Linked DNA regions of Sus scrofa: region 1 is linked to region 2. Evidence: chromatin contacts called from public Hi-C data. All regions are on one chromosome and are shown on one strand. Each heading gives the region's core, a stretch centred on a gene start, on an enhancer-like site or on the middle of the called end of the contact. The rest is flanking DNA. Distances are from core to core; before and after follow the strand shown. Region 1 holds the start of PFDN4 (prefoldin subunit 4). Region 2 holds the start of ZNF217 (zinc finger protein 217).

Region 1 (7,126 bases), core at 3,115-5,614, 520 kb after region 2:
CCACCGCTCAAGGTAACACTGCATCCTTAACCCACTGAGCGAGGCCAGGGATGGAACCGCATCCTCATGGATACGAATCGGTTTTCACTTTTAAGTCAGAGACGTTTAAATGCCCTTTTAAAATATATTTATTCTAAATTTTAAAGACAGACTTTTTTTTTTTAGTTAAAAAATTAGCTCTGTTGGTATTTTGGCATACAGTGACCGCAGGGGACCCGCGTCTGGGGAAAACAACCAAGGTCCTCGGGCGCCCCCTGCAGGCGATGACTAAATTACCACGTGGTAACGGGGCGGGGCGGGGGGCTCCTCTCTGCTCTCACGCCTCTTGCCTCTCCCCCCGTCCCCCGTGGGCGGGTGATCCCATTAAGACATCCCTTTGATGTCTTTGAATCGGAGGCCTGGCACAGGAGTTGCTGGGTTTGGAGGGCTCTCCTGCGCATATTGCTATGAAATGAGCTCATGATCGCTTGTGACAGAATCTAAATTCAGCTGAGGCTTGTCTGGACAATTTCGTAGCTTTCCTGTCAGTTCAAATAAGAATCCACCCCCTCCCCACTCCCCACCCCAACATCCTGGCCATTTCTATCCTTGTGTCTTGCTCATGGAGTTTTCATACTGATAGTTAGAGTCTTTTATTATTATTTTACATGTTCCTGTTATAGCGGTGAAAACCACATATTAGTAACACTTACCTTCTAACATACTGAGTAATACAGTTATATATTTTGAGTATAGTCTTCTCGCATCACTAGCATGTAAGCTGCACAAGAACGGGGAATTTTGTCTGTTTTTTCAGTTCTGTAGCCCTCCTGCCTAGCACCCGCCCTTCCTGATGGAGTCAACAGGCGTGGGTTCCAGAAGCTTTATCAGGACACAAACCCTTCCTCCCAGGACCCCTCAGTGCTGGTCTTGAGGCGGCAGCTCCAGGTGCTCTGACTTGGGGGATGTCAGGTGCGCTCTCTGAGGCGAAGCCCCTTGGATAATGCACCTTGCTGTTTTTTGCAATAGCATCTAGCATGGAACGGATCTCTAACAAATGCACACACAACCCTCCTCATTTAGATCTGTGAGAACAGAAGCCTGAGGGTGACCAAGTTTCTATACATGCAGGGCCTGACAGGTGACGCACACAGCTGGGGCAGGTGGGGACCTGTGGGGGCCCTGGAGACGGGCTGAGAGCTAAGTGGGCCGTGTCTCATCAGCACCAGCAGCTACCGGCCTGCAGGAATGCAGGCTGAAGGTCCCCAGGACACTGATTTTTACAAGCAAAATAAAAACTCTCATGCTGTTGAGTGACGTCTCCTAAATTTTGAATGTTGGTTCAATTTTTTAAAAATACTGTATGGATCAAAACCACCACCACCAAAAACAAAACAAACAACCCATGTCTTGTATCCAGTCAGTGGGCAGCCAGGCATAAGGGAGCCCATCCTTTAGTTCCTTGGGGATAGTATCTTCAGGTGCTTAGCAATGATTTTCCTTCCTGACCTGCAGTCTCCAATTGTTTGATTTGTTCCCCAGGCTCCTTCCTTCCTTCCTTCCTTCCTTCCCTCCCTCCTTCCTTCCTTCCTTCGGCACAGTCTCAAGCTGGAGGGAAAAAAAAAAAAAAAAAAAGAAAACAAAAGCAAAGCTTGGAAGTATTCAATATTAAGGAAAGAGAGGATGCTTAGTAGATTTCAAAGCCCTCCCCCCGCCCCTTTTTATAGGGAGGCACCTGCGGCATATGGAGGTTCCCAGGCTAGGGGTTGAATTGGAGCTGCAACTGCCAGTCTACACCTCAGCCTCAGCAACATGGGGTCTGAGCTGTGTCTGCAACCCACACCACAGCTCACAGCAACACTGGATCCTTCACCCATCGAGCGAAGCCAGGGATTGAACCCGAGTCCTCATGATACCTGTCGGGTTGGTTACTGCTGAGCCACAATGGGAACTCCCAAAGTCCTGCAGAACTGGTTTTACTGCAGGGAGAGAGATTAGCTCAAAGGACACTGTGGGCTGGGCAGCCAAGAAGGACGGGGGTGGCGGGAAAGGGAGTGAGAAGGAAGACTTCCAAAACCTGAGCGAGCCAGGTCAGCACCAAGGGTGCGGGGTCTGCCCACTGACCCTCAGTCTGGCTGAAAAGAGACTCTCCCATCGCTTAAGGCTCTGCCCAGCCCCAGGCTGACCCAGCCCTTGTGAACAGCCCCACTTGATGCCACAGAACTCCCAAGGGGAAGGTGCTGTTGGCGGCTGATCCAACAACCCTTCCTTCCTTCTTCCTTGTGTTTGGACGCCCAGCCCGGTGCTCTATTTCAGTGGCCTTATTTGCAGCCTGGAGGAATGAGTCATCTTTGTTTAATGTAATCACCAATGCTGTGGCTCTAGCCAATGATTGAGGCGGGTGATCGAGGCGGCTGCGAGGTGACCTAAAGGCCAGGGGATTGGGAGGTTCTGGGAAATGTGGTCCTTGAGAGAGGGAGAAAGCAAGAGAGAGAGAGAGAGAGATGGAGACAATGAGTTGTGATGCGGAAGTGGGGAGGTAAGAGAAAAGGGGCCCCTCCTCTCTCTGCCTTTGCACCTCGAGGATGACAAGGTGATGCCTGAGGAAGTAATAGCTGTCTTGTAAGGACCACGGGAAAGCCGAGGACTGACAGAAGATTCAGCCTGGAGCCATAACATCTGCTGTGGTCTGCAAGTTTGTGTCCCACTCTGGCCCCCAAATTCAGACCTTGGAATCCTACAATCCCCTGGGCTGTACTAGGAAGTGGGGTGTGTGGGAGGTGCCTAGTCAGGAAGGCGGAGCTTTCAAGAAAGAGATTAGTGCTTTTATAAAAGAGACACCAGAGGAGTTCCCTGGTGGCTCAGCAGGTTAAGGATCCAGCATTGTCACCGTTGTGGCTCTGGTTGCAGCTGTGGCGTGGGTTGGATGCCTGGCCGGAACTTCGGCAAATCGAGAGCAAAAGGAAAGGGGGGGAGGACACCAGAGAGCTCCCTGACCTCTCCTCCACATGAGGACCCAGGAAGAAGGCTGTGAACTAGGCAGACCGTCCTCCCCTGACCATAGGAGTATAGAAGCCTGAACTTAGGAAGACAGCCTTTTCGAGCTGCTGGTCCAGCCCAGGCCCCCTCTTCTGGCTTCAGAGACCCCTCCTTTCCTCTCCTTCCCCCTCCCCAGCCAGCATTTCCAAAGAGCCCCTCCGGGCCACCAACTTCTGCGCCTCTCTGTCTCAGCACCTCATTTATTTCCCCCTTCATGCACTTGGCACCATTCATAATGATTTTCACTTATTTGTTCTGTTTCCCCTTCACTCCCTCTGCAGGGCCTTTAAATTTTGCTAGTTTGTGAGCTTTTAAATGAATGAGGGTCATTGATGGAGCTCCCAATATGGACCAGATCCTGTGAAAAGATTTAATCCTGAAAAAAGGTCTTCATTCAACAAATACATATTGAGCTCCTGGGAGCTGGGCACAGGGAAGGCCTCATGCAAAGGGCTTGGAGTCTGGAGCTGGCACCCTGACAGAACAGGCAGCACCGCCGCGTGGGGCTAAGTGCTTTGGTAGGGAGGGCAGAGGGTGCTATATGGCCCTGTTAGCCCCACATCCCAAAGACAGAATTGGGACTTTGAGAAAGGAGACTTGTCTAGAACAATTCTCAAACCCCTACGGTCCTGGAGATTTCTTCACGGACTCTGAGGGCCTCCCTTCTCTAACTACATATCTGCGAGATCAGATTTTCTTCATCTATGTCAATTAAACGACATATTGCAAGAGATTGGATGCAGAAGTTGTGAGCATCTAAGCTTCCATTAGGCCAAACATTAGAGAGATTTGCAAAAATGTAAAACTATGCCCTTCTCAATTCCCAGCCCCCTTGGAAAATATGGTCATTTAAAAATGTCCCTTACACTAATGTGGAAAGGATTTTTATTATTTTAAACTAATAAAGGCATTGAAATTCTGTTTTAATTTCTAACATGATAAATATCGATGAATATAGGAAAGGGGTTCTTTGCGGGATCCTCAAAAATTTTTAAGAGTGTAGAGGGATCCTGAGGAAAAAAAAAAAAACAACAATTAAGAATTGGGTAGCACACGTTAGAATACACAGTAATTGCTGAATAATGCTGTTAAATAACTACTAGGAGTACTTCCTTCTTTGTACCATCTGAATTATCTGAGCAAGGATATGTCTTTAGCAAGGTCATTCGTTCTTAGCTTTTTTAGGGAGGTGGATTTCTTGTAAGGCTTGTGGAGTTGAAGGAAAGGAACTTCCCTTTTTTCCACTCGCTGCCGCGCCTTGCTCGGCGCCCCCTGCTGCCGGCTGCTGGAGCTGCGGCCGCTCGCCACACCCCCCCAGTTTCTGTCGGCCCACAGGGAGTCGCCCTTCCCTTTAATTGGCATGTACCAAGTATTTCCAGGTTACATGTCCTCCCCAAGTCCCAGACCTTAGGAATCACTGATCTGAGACCCAGTCGGAGGAATGTAGAGAACGCGTTGTATTTGGCGGGAGCCCTGGGCCGACGGGGAGCGAGGGAGGGCGCGGGGCCGAGGCGCACCTTGACGGACCCTCCCCGCCTCGCGCCGTAGTCCAGTCCCAAGATGGCGGCCACCATGAAGAAGGCGGTGAGTGGGGCGCTCGGGGTGCGGGATGCTCGGCCGGCCGGCGGGGCTCGGCCGCGGGGTGCTGGCCCCGGAGTGCTGGGGGTGCGCAGCTCTGAAGCACGGCGTGGGGCCCGGGGCCGAGGCTCCCGACCCTCAGGGCGGCTCCCGGGCGAGGCCTGCCCGCGCCCGGCGCCCAGGGGTGCTTTTGGGTCCCGGGCCGAGGTGGCCCGGGATCGGACCCTTGGAGGACTCCGGGCCGCCTCTGGCGGTGCTGAGGATGGCCCTGGAGAGTCTGGGGCTCCCGCCCCCCAGGCCTTGTCCTCGCGGTGTGGGAAGCCGAAGGGTCCGATGGACTGCGGTTGGCCGTAACGCTGGGCGCTGTACCTGGGTTATCGCGTTTAACCCTCACAAGTTCCCAAGGATGGGTGCTACTGGTACCCTCCTTTGGAAGCAACGATGCTGAGGCCCAGAGAGGTGGAGTCACCTGCCCAAGGTCACACAGCCGTAAGAAGCAGGGCAGGACCCCGCATCCCCGGGATCACTGGCCCAGGGCGCCTGAGCCACCGACCTCCACGCTCGATGCTCCTGCGCCTCCAGACTAAAACAAGTGTATGGAAGAGCGGCCGGCGGCCCAGAAGCCATCGGTTGACTATTTCTGATCCTTCCAGCAATTTAGCAAGGGCACGTTTTCTTCCCATCTTACAGCTGGAGAAACTTAAGACACAGAGCAGTTAGTGACTTCAGTGTGACTCAGCTAATAAGCAGAGCTGGGGTGCAAATTCAGGTTCGATTGTGTTTTTCCCAAAGCCCACCTTTTATTCTACTAAGCAAGCAGAACTCCTGAACACAGGTCAGTCCACCCAGATGCTTAGAGCTGTCTAGAGAAAAGGAAAATGGAATGGAGAGAGTCCGGAAATAGCATCTGGTGTTTCTGTGCAGGGCACTAAGCACATTGCAGTGCATTATTTATTCTAGTCTCACGCTCCTCTTAGGGCGATGCTGTTTTTAATCCTTATGTTACAGGTGAGGAAGTTCAAGAGGCAAGTTAGGATTTGAGTAAATAAACATGGGCGTTCTGCCTCCAGAGCCTGTGTTTTCAGCTTCCCTAGTGTCTGCTGGGAGGCCCCTGGCTGAAGGGATTTACTTTGTAGGTTTTGGGTGTGTTTCCTTTCGTTCCTCTGTAAGACCACGTGGGAACGTGCTTCCATGGCTTTTGTGCTTCACAGCACCTCGTAATCTAAGCCGCCTGATCTCGGTGTAGGGTGACCAGTCCATCCCAGTTTGTCTGAGATGGGGGGGGGGGCGTGCAAAAACTGGGGAAGCCCCAGGCAAACCAAGTCATGAGTTGTTGACCCTGCTGGTCTGTCCACCACAGAGTCTTAATTGAGTGCCAGATAGGGTTTAGGGCCAAGGTGCTTCAAACCAGTGTGAGACCTTGTGAGATTCACTTGGCTTGGATTCTGTATTTAACTTGGCCCCTCTGTTAGCCTTTAAGTCTGTGCAAGATACTAGTTGTGGTTCACCCTCAATTGACAGATGTAGACACTGAAGTCCAGAGAGATGAAGTAAACCTTGAGGAAGTGGTAGAGGAATGATTTGAACCCTGGGCCTGATGGCAAACTTTTTGATCACCCACATTTTTTCAGTCATTCAACAAACTTTTTGAGTATGTGCTGTGACACAGTCTCAGTTTTCTCTTTCTTTCTTTCTGTCTTTTCTTTCTTCCTTCCTTCCTTTCTTTCGGCTGCACCCATGGTATATGGAAGCACCCAGGCTAGGGTCAAATCAGAGGTGTAGCTGCTGGCCAGCGCCACAGCCACAGCCATGCCAGATCCGAGCTGTATCTGCAGCCTACACTGCAGCTTGCGTCTGTGCCGGATCCTTAATCCACCAAGTGAGGCCAGGGATCAAACCCACATCCTCACGGAAACCAAGTCAGGTTCTTAACCCACTGAGCCACAGTGGGAACTCCCTGTCTCCGTTTTAGGTGATGGAGCTGAGAATGGTGAGCAGGAATGAAGTTCTGATCTTCTCATAGCATTGGAGAACCTGTGCTGTTGGGGAGAGGCAGCTGTTACTCAGTAGTCCCACAGAGAACTACAAGTTGCAGGTCCAGCGAAGAGCAATGCAAGAAGGGCACGAGCGAGAGGGTGGAGTAAGGTCTGCTTGGGGAGCAGGGAAGGCTTTCCTGAGAAGGTGTGATCTCGTGAGAGCAAGAGAAGGTCGGAAAGGCGGTGAGACATTCTAGAAAGGGAGTACCTCTTACAGAGGCCCCGTGTGCATCAAATCAAAGCGTGACCAGAATGACAGAGAGCCGGCGGGGGGAGGTTGCACCAAGATGGTGAAAGAGCTTATAGAGGGGTCGGTGGCGGCCAAAACACACGAGTGTTTCCTCCTTTTCTCAGTAGGACGCACGTAAACATCTTGCAAAGGTGCCTGGGGTCGTGGACAGTGCCCGGTGGGTTAGCACACGGGCCTTTTCCTCTGCCTCATCTCAGAAGAAAGCAGAGGCGCGCCAGTGGCTGAGAGTGAAACATCACGGGGG
Region 2 (7,001 bases), core at 1,862-4,361:
CTTCCTCCTCCAGCATGCAAATCAATGTGCAATTCTAAAGGAGCGGCCTCCCTCCTCAGCCAAATAATTAAAATTCCAAACAATCAGATTATTAACCCTATTCTACCAAACCAGCTAAATGAATGATAAATTTGGCTTGCAGCTACTGACAACCAAAAACTTTTAAATAAGTCATTGCCTCTTGAATTGAATACTTAAATATAACTGACTTAAAATGGCAGCAGTTTGGGGTGGGGGGGGTCCTCTCTGACTAAAACACCAGGATTACACACACACGCACACGCACACACACACAACTACAGTCTTTAGAATCCTAAACAAAACAGTATCTAAAATAAACAGGACTTCTCAGAAAAAGTAATCTACCATTAAGGACACACCTTAAAAGTTCTTAGCACACATTAACTAAGCAAGCACAAACTAGTGGTTAGACTGTTATATTTTTCAGACAAAAAGCAATTAGGTTATTATTCTGTTCTTGTCACTTCTCTACTAAAGGCTTTTTAGAAAATCTAGATCTATTACTCATTCTCAAAGTATTACAAAATCCAGCATTTTAAGTCTTATTGGTTATCAATCAAGGCAGTCCCTCCATTCCGGGGGGGGGGGGGGGAGAGAAAAAGTACAGTAAAGAACATTTTAAATGTACTTCTTGACACATACAAAAGAGAAGGTGAAAGGCCTCCTCAAGACCCCTACCTAGTGGCCAGGCCCGGCCGGCAGCTGCTGTTACCCTGCCTTTTCTTTTGTTGAGCTTAATCTCATGTCAACTCATTCAACCAACTCAAAAGCGATGAAGACATAATTGAATCAACCTGAACTAAATCAGACCTAGGCTTCTTAAAATATACAGCTTAATGGTTCCCAACAATCTAGAAAACCAGGAAACCAGCTAGTATACACGGTGGTCAATAACACAGGATCCCAGACGGGCCAAAGAACCACCGTACCCGCCATACCTTTAATACACGTTAAGGAATGTTCAAGCTCAACGCTCCAAGCCCTATAGGCTGATCCAGAAAGATAAACTGAGGCTCAAGGAATTTCAAAGGGGAACAACACTCCAAGGCCTTAAAAACTCTGAAGGGACTCTCCTTTTCTTGGGAGAAACAACAAGAGAAAAAAGAAAGTTTTCACTGCTCCAAGTGTGAACAGGCTACTTGGGGTCCCAGAAGTGGCCACTGGTGGCCCTTTCCTGCTCTCCTGACTACGCCTTGCGGGAAAACTACCCCCCCCCCCGCCCACCCCACCCCCACCCACCCGCCCAGGAATACGGCTTCCCGTCCTCGGTGGCCCTACCCCGAATCCTAAAATAAAGGTTCCCACTCGGGACCTGAACGTCCGTCCCGACCCCCTGGACGCAGGTAACGGCCGGTGCACCCCGCAGGCCAGGTCTGACCCCCTCGGGGCAGGACCGCCCCGGCCGCCACAAATCCAGCCTCCTGGAGCCCCCAGTAGCGCCCACCCCTCCTCCCATTCTGTGCGGCTCGCATTTTGAGGCCAAATCTAGAGTGAAGAGGGCTCTACATCTGAAACTGAGCGGTTTCGCCACTCAGCGCCTCCTGGCAGAAACTTCCCTTTTAAAAAAAAAAAAAAGAAAGAAAGAAACACTTTTAGGCTAACATTTCAATCCCTTCTGCCCCTTAGAGTTCCTAGCTCTGCTTCCAGCTGGCTTTGTGTCTCCCACTAGAATTGAGTGATTAAAGATAATTCTTAAAGCGTTTAAGGGCTATTTTTTTTAAAGTTTTCTCTTAAAAAAATCTTTTAAAATTAAAAAAAAAAAAAAAAACCTTATCACACACACACCCAGGAAACGCAGCCCGGTGCACCGCCTGCTCAGGGATGGGCAGAGGATCAGGACTCCCGGGGACGGATTTAGGGGAACCTGGGGGGCTGGCTGGGGTGCGCGTCGGGGTCCGCGGCGAGGCCAAGCCCCCTCCCTCGGCCCCTATAGACGCGCCCTCCGCCCGGCCCGTGCGGACGGTCCCGGCCATTGTTTGCGGGGGACGCCTGTTAGGACGCATTGTTTTGGCTGTTTCCAACTTGCCCGGGCCCCTCCCGGGCCATCGCAGGGGTCCCCGCGCCGGCCCGCTCCCTTCCGCCCGCCCCCCACGGCCGAGAGGGCAAACGCGGAGACCTGCCGGCGGAGCCACCCAACTTTTCAGGAACAGCCCCCCACCCAGCCACCCACGCAGCCCCCGGGCCCCCTCCGGCGGGCCCCTCTCTCCCGACCTAGGGAAGGGGGGGGGACTCCCCCGCCCCCAAGCCATCTTGACTGGTTCCATGAGTGAGTGTGATGGTCAAACACAGTACACACCGGGGGCTCGCCCGACACCTTCTCTCCGGTGGAAATGCTCAGAAGCCGGATGGGGAGGGGGCGCCCGAGAGGAGCCGAATAGAGAGTGGGGATGGGGGGGCGGGCGGGGCGGGCAGACAATCTGGGGAGGGGGGCGAGATAACGAGCACCGGAGACTCGAGGGCGGGCTCGGGGGACGCCGGAGGGGCGAGGGCGAGGCGCCCCCCAAGGCCCCGCGCGGGCGGGGGGGCGCGCCCCCTTTACCTGCGGCTCCGGCTCCTCGGCCATTTCCTCGCTCGGCGGCGGCCGGGACTGAACTGACACCACACGAGCGAGCCGAGGTTTGAATGAGGAGGGAGCAGGCGAGGAGGGGAGGGGGCGGGGAAGGCAGGAGGGAGGGGAGGCGACGGGGAGTTTCTCTCGGCCTTTTGTGCGGACACCTCCCGGATTCCGCGCCCGCACCGGCCCCCAAAAGAGGCAGGGGGCCACTGGGCGAGGGGCGAGGCTATCCCTCAGGGCGCCTCAGCGCCTCACTCCTTGAAGACCCCCCCAAAAGCAGCGCCCCCACCCCCACCCCACCCCCGCCCGGAAGATTTGGGGGCCGGGCTCACCTCGGGCGCGGGGCTAAGGTGAGCGGGGCGGGGGGTGCTCACGGGGGGCAAAGGCGCGGGCGCCCCCTACTCGTCCGCGCGGGGACAGTGCAGGCGCGGGGGGTCCCTAGAGCCGCCGGGGCGCGGCGCGTCCGGCGCAGGGGGACTGTTGGGTCAGAAAGTGCTCAGGGAGCAGCTGTTGCGCCCTCCCTCGGCCCGGCAGCTCGGAGACGCCCCGCCTCCTGCCTTCACCGGCCGCCCCGCCCTCGGGCCCGCCCCTCACCCACGTGATCTGCGCAGGCGCGCCCCTGCCCCGCCCACCGCCGAGGACTCCGCCTCCGGAACGCGGGCGAGCCGAGGAGCGCGCGCACTCCCTGTTCTCGCCCTGCGACTCCCGCGCACGCGCGCGCCTTTCACCGCCCCTACACCCCCGCCTCCCGCCATCCGGCTTAACGTGGCCGGCGCGCGCCCGGCAGTTCCAGTGACAGGTATGCGGGGAGGGGGCCCACGAAGGCAGTGCGCAGGCGCAGTTCCAGGCCTCTGCCTCTCCGCTTCCCCCTCCCTTGCAAGGTGTGCCCGGGCGAGGGGAGGGGCTGGTTGCCCGAACTCCTGGGTCATCCGGTATTACTAATAGGCGAAAAGCGTTTACACTTATTTGGGTAGGTGAGGAGACAGCTGTGCACAAACAATATTTTTTCGGATTTTCTTCAAGCATGAGAAAGGTCGATGAATAAAGATGATTAAAATATTTTTAAATTAGTATCTTCATTAAGGCATCCTTTAATGCCTGGTTGCTGGTTTTCTAAAAGGGCAGGGCTTGCGCTGCTGTAAAAACTTGAGATTTCTAAACTTGGCCTAGGTTCCAGGAATCCACTTGGCTTTGATAGAAATCCACGTGGATGAAACCAGGCTTTAAACTAGGGACAAAAACAACAACAAAAACTAGCTTTTCCCCTCTTCACGTAAAGCGTTTCCCAGCCATTTTTTTATTTGCTCACGAAAAAAGAAAAAGTTATGATTCCGAAGGCCAGTGATATTACCCCATTTAAATAAGCCCCTAGGAGGAACCACAGAAGTAACAGTCACATCCACCAAATTCTCTGTCCCAAGATACAAACACAAAAGGGAGCTATGCAAGTCACCACAAACAAAATAGCGAAGTTTTTTGGGTTCTTTGTTTTTCTTTTTTTTTTTTTTTGTATTGGCCTTCAGTGTATCCAAAAGGGGAAATCTTAAAATATATCAAGACAGGCACTTAAAGCATATATTTTAATAAGTCGGGACCCAAAAAAGCCCTACATAAATGCTCTGCTGGTGAGCAATGCAATCCTTAATAAATAAGAAATGGAGTTTAGGGGACAGTTTCTTAGCAAAGGGGAAGAATTTGCCAAGTGTGATGTTTTTGCTGTCATTTTATGTATAACTCCTAACCCCACATATGGTCTGGTTAGTCTTTGTTAAAAAGGAAGCACACCAACTACTTCTCACCATTAATTAGCAGGGCCAGAAGTAGACTCTTAGGCCAGAACTCTTTTTTTTTTCCACTCAAGTATACTAATATTGATCGTTTCTAGTACCAGAGTTCTTTTCTCAGGGAAGATGAACATCTTTCTTTAATATATTTTTTAAAGCCTTATCAATAGTCACAGCCCAAAAACAGTCCAAAGACACACTCTTCCTCAACAAGAAACTTCATTTAACTTATCGAAACAAATGACTTCTGGCATTGCTGTAAAACAAAGAAACTATGAACAAGTGAAACCAAATTGAGTCTTCACTTAGTGCAGCCTCACTCTACATGTTAATGGATAACCTTTGAACTCTGAAACCTTGAATGCTGTAAACACAATAGCACCGATAGTTAAAAATCCTAGTGTCAAAAATAGAGCAAAAAGAACAGTCCAAACTTTTCAGTAGAAATAGGGAAACAATCAAATGTTTTGACAAATAATCGTTTCACTAAGAACAATGAGGCTCCTGGTTCTCAGACCTTGTTGCTACTGAATTATTTTCTGAGCAAAAAAGGGGGGGGGTGCTTTTCCCTATGCCTTCACAGAGCTACCACTTTGTGAGCATAATAGCATCCTATGGTTTGTTAGTAACTGTTTCTCCTCTCTTCTCTGCCACCCGCCCCCCCCCCCCGCGCGCCCAGCAAAAACAAACAAAAACAAAAACAAAACAAAACAAACACATTATGTTGTAGCTTTTAAAATTGAAAGATAATTGTATGAATTGATCTATCTGCTAAGAGTTTTATAGGCGATCCTTATGTTTGAGCAAAGAATTACAAAGAACCTTATTCCTGGAGACGTGCCAACAAAACTGGGAAGTCGTTGCAAAATTCTGCCAGTGGCTGAGTCCTGGGTTGCAAACACAAACTGTGTTTTTAAATGGACGTAGAGTGATCTGAATGCGCGGTTCGGGCGTCTGTGCGACACATTCGCCTCTTAGAAGGTGGAGACTCACACTTAAGATTTATTTGGAAAGTATGTCTAGTTAAAACAACTAAGAATGGAAACTCCAAAAGCAACAGGAGGACACTAGGAGCATTTGGTTTCGTAGTAAAGCTAAGAACTCGTTAGTATGAAATGAAAATCGAACGTTGATCTCCATATACTTAGCTCCGCCCTCGCGTAATCCTGTTTTGCCATCGCCCCCCCCCCCACGTCTCCCCTCCCCCCGCCCCCATCTAGACTATCTCTAGAGTCAGGTGCTGCTGAGACGCAGGCAACACAAACAATGGAACTAGAAATGTCCCTTCAAGTGGGAGCTGATGCTCTGCACACGTTATCCGGGGAGAGGACGAAAGACCCCACTTCATCGCTTTGTAATGCAACAAACATCAGCTACACCTCATATTTCACAATTATCCAAACAGACCGGCCCTCCTTAAGATATGTTACCCAGTGTATGCTTATAAAATCGCGCCATTGGCTCTGATTTAATCCTAGTGATAGGAGACCTCTGCCTTTAGCTAACTTCTAATTTTCTCCCCAGCTCCTGCCTGCCACTGCAGTCTCAGATCTAATAACAAAACCAAAAAAAAAAAAAAAAAACCTTCTAATTTGCTATATTTAACATTCACTGGAATCATCTTTTGAGACAGCCTTAATTAGAAGAAAATGCCGGTATGATCTTCTTATTTCTCAAGTATTTATCTTACTGTGGAACTATTCGATTTGGAAACTGTATGTAAATCCCTGGAGCTGAAATGGAGCCAACACAGACCTAAAAGAATTCAGTGTTCAGAGCAGGAAAACCTGAAAAACTGCAGTGAGGAGTTAGCAGGAAAAGAAAATGAAAAAGTTGGGCAAACCTGCCAGCTTTGCAAACTACAAAGGACATTTGAGAAGGAAACCGGGGCAGCTCTTTTCATGGGACTGAATGCCCTGAATGAGGTAGGGAACAGCAACGACTCCAGGGAACACCAAACTTCTCTCTTTTCTAGCAAGTTTCCTGACCCCACTCAAGTCATGTCACAAATTTAAACGCCCTATAAAACATCATAGTAATACACGATAAAAATAAAGAGCAGAAATTACCTTTCAGAAGTGGAGGCAGGGTCTGAAGCCTGGAGACACTTCTCTCTCCCTGAGTTGGCTGGTCCACCTGGCTCGGAACAATACTGGAAGAGATGTGATTGCTGGTTTTTATAAGCAAACCAAAAAAGGGAGGGGCCAAGAATAAGGCTCAATATAAATAGAGGTTTGGATGAAGGCTCACTTGACTGTATCTGTCCCATTGGCAAGTTTGGTGAGTGCCCTCCCTGCCCCCCCTTTACCAGCACAACTTATTGGCATCTTCCTCCAATATCCTGGATGGGTTTTCCAAGGTTGACTCCAGTCAAAATGTAAGTGTAAAGGTTTTGTTTTTTTTTTTTTTTAAATGACTTGGGTCTCAAATAAAACAAACTAGGCAATATAATGAACAAGAAACACTTACAGATATAGAGAACCAACTCGTGGTTACAAGGGGGGGGAAGGGGTGGAGCTAAGATGGTGGGGGATTAAGAGGCACAAACTGGTGTGCGTATAAAAGAAATGAGCCACAAGGATGTATTGTACAGCACAGGGGCTATAGCCAATATTTTATAATCACTGTAAATGGACCTTTAA

The links. Hi-C and Micro-C count contacts between places; a contact is called where the count stands out from the background.
Region 1: a Hi-C map of embryonic fibroblasts shows a contact between it and region 2, with 4 times the contacts expected there. The contact joins the promoter of PFDN4 here to the promoter of ZNF217 in region 2. A contact is called at or near these places in 2 of 5 promoter capture datasets (fetal liver and liver), 4 of 47 Hi-C or Micro-C datasets (embryonic fibroblasts, epiblast stem cells, fibroblasts and 1 more) and 1 of 2 datasets of contacts at active chromatin or transcription factors (alveolar macrophages).

The regions. Positions count from the first base shown.
Region 1 is chr17:55,151,408-55,158,533 of Sscrofa11.1, forward strand. It overlaps PFDN4 (prefoldin subunit 4), which reads left to right and starts at 4,365. Exons shown (of 4, transcript NM_001123160.1): 1 at 4,365-4,602. The coding sequence starts at 4,579.
Region 2 is chr17:54,628,644-54,635,644 of Sscrofa11.1, forward strand. ZNF217 (zinc finger protein 217) reads right to left here and starts at 3,112. Exons shown (of 6, transcript NM_001123217.1): 1 at 2,908-3,112.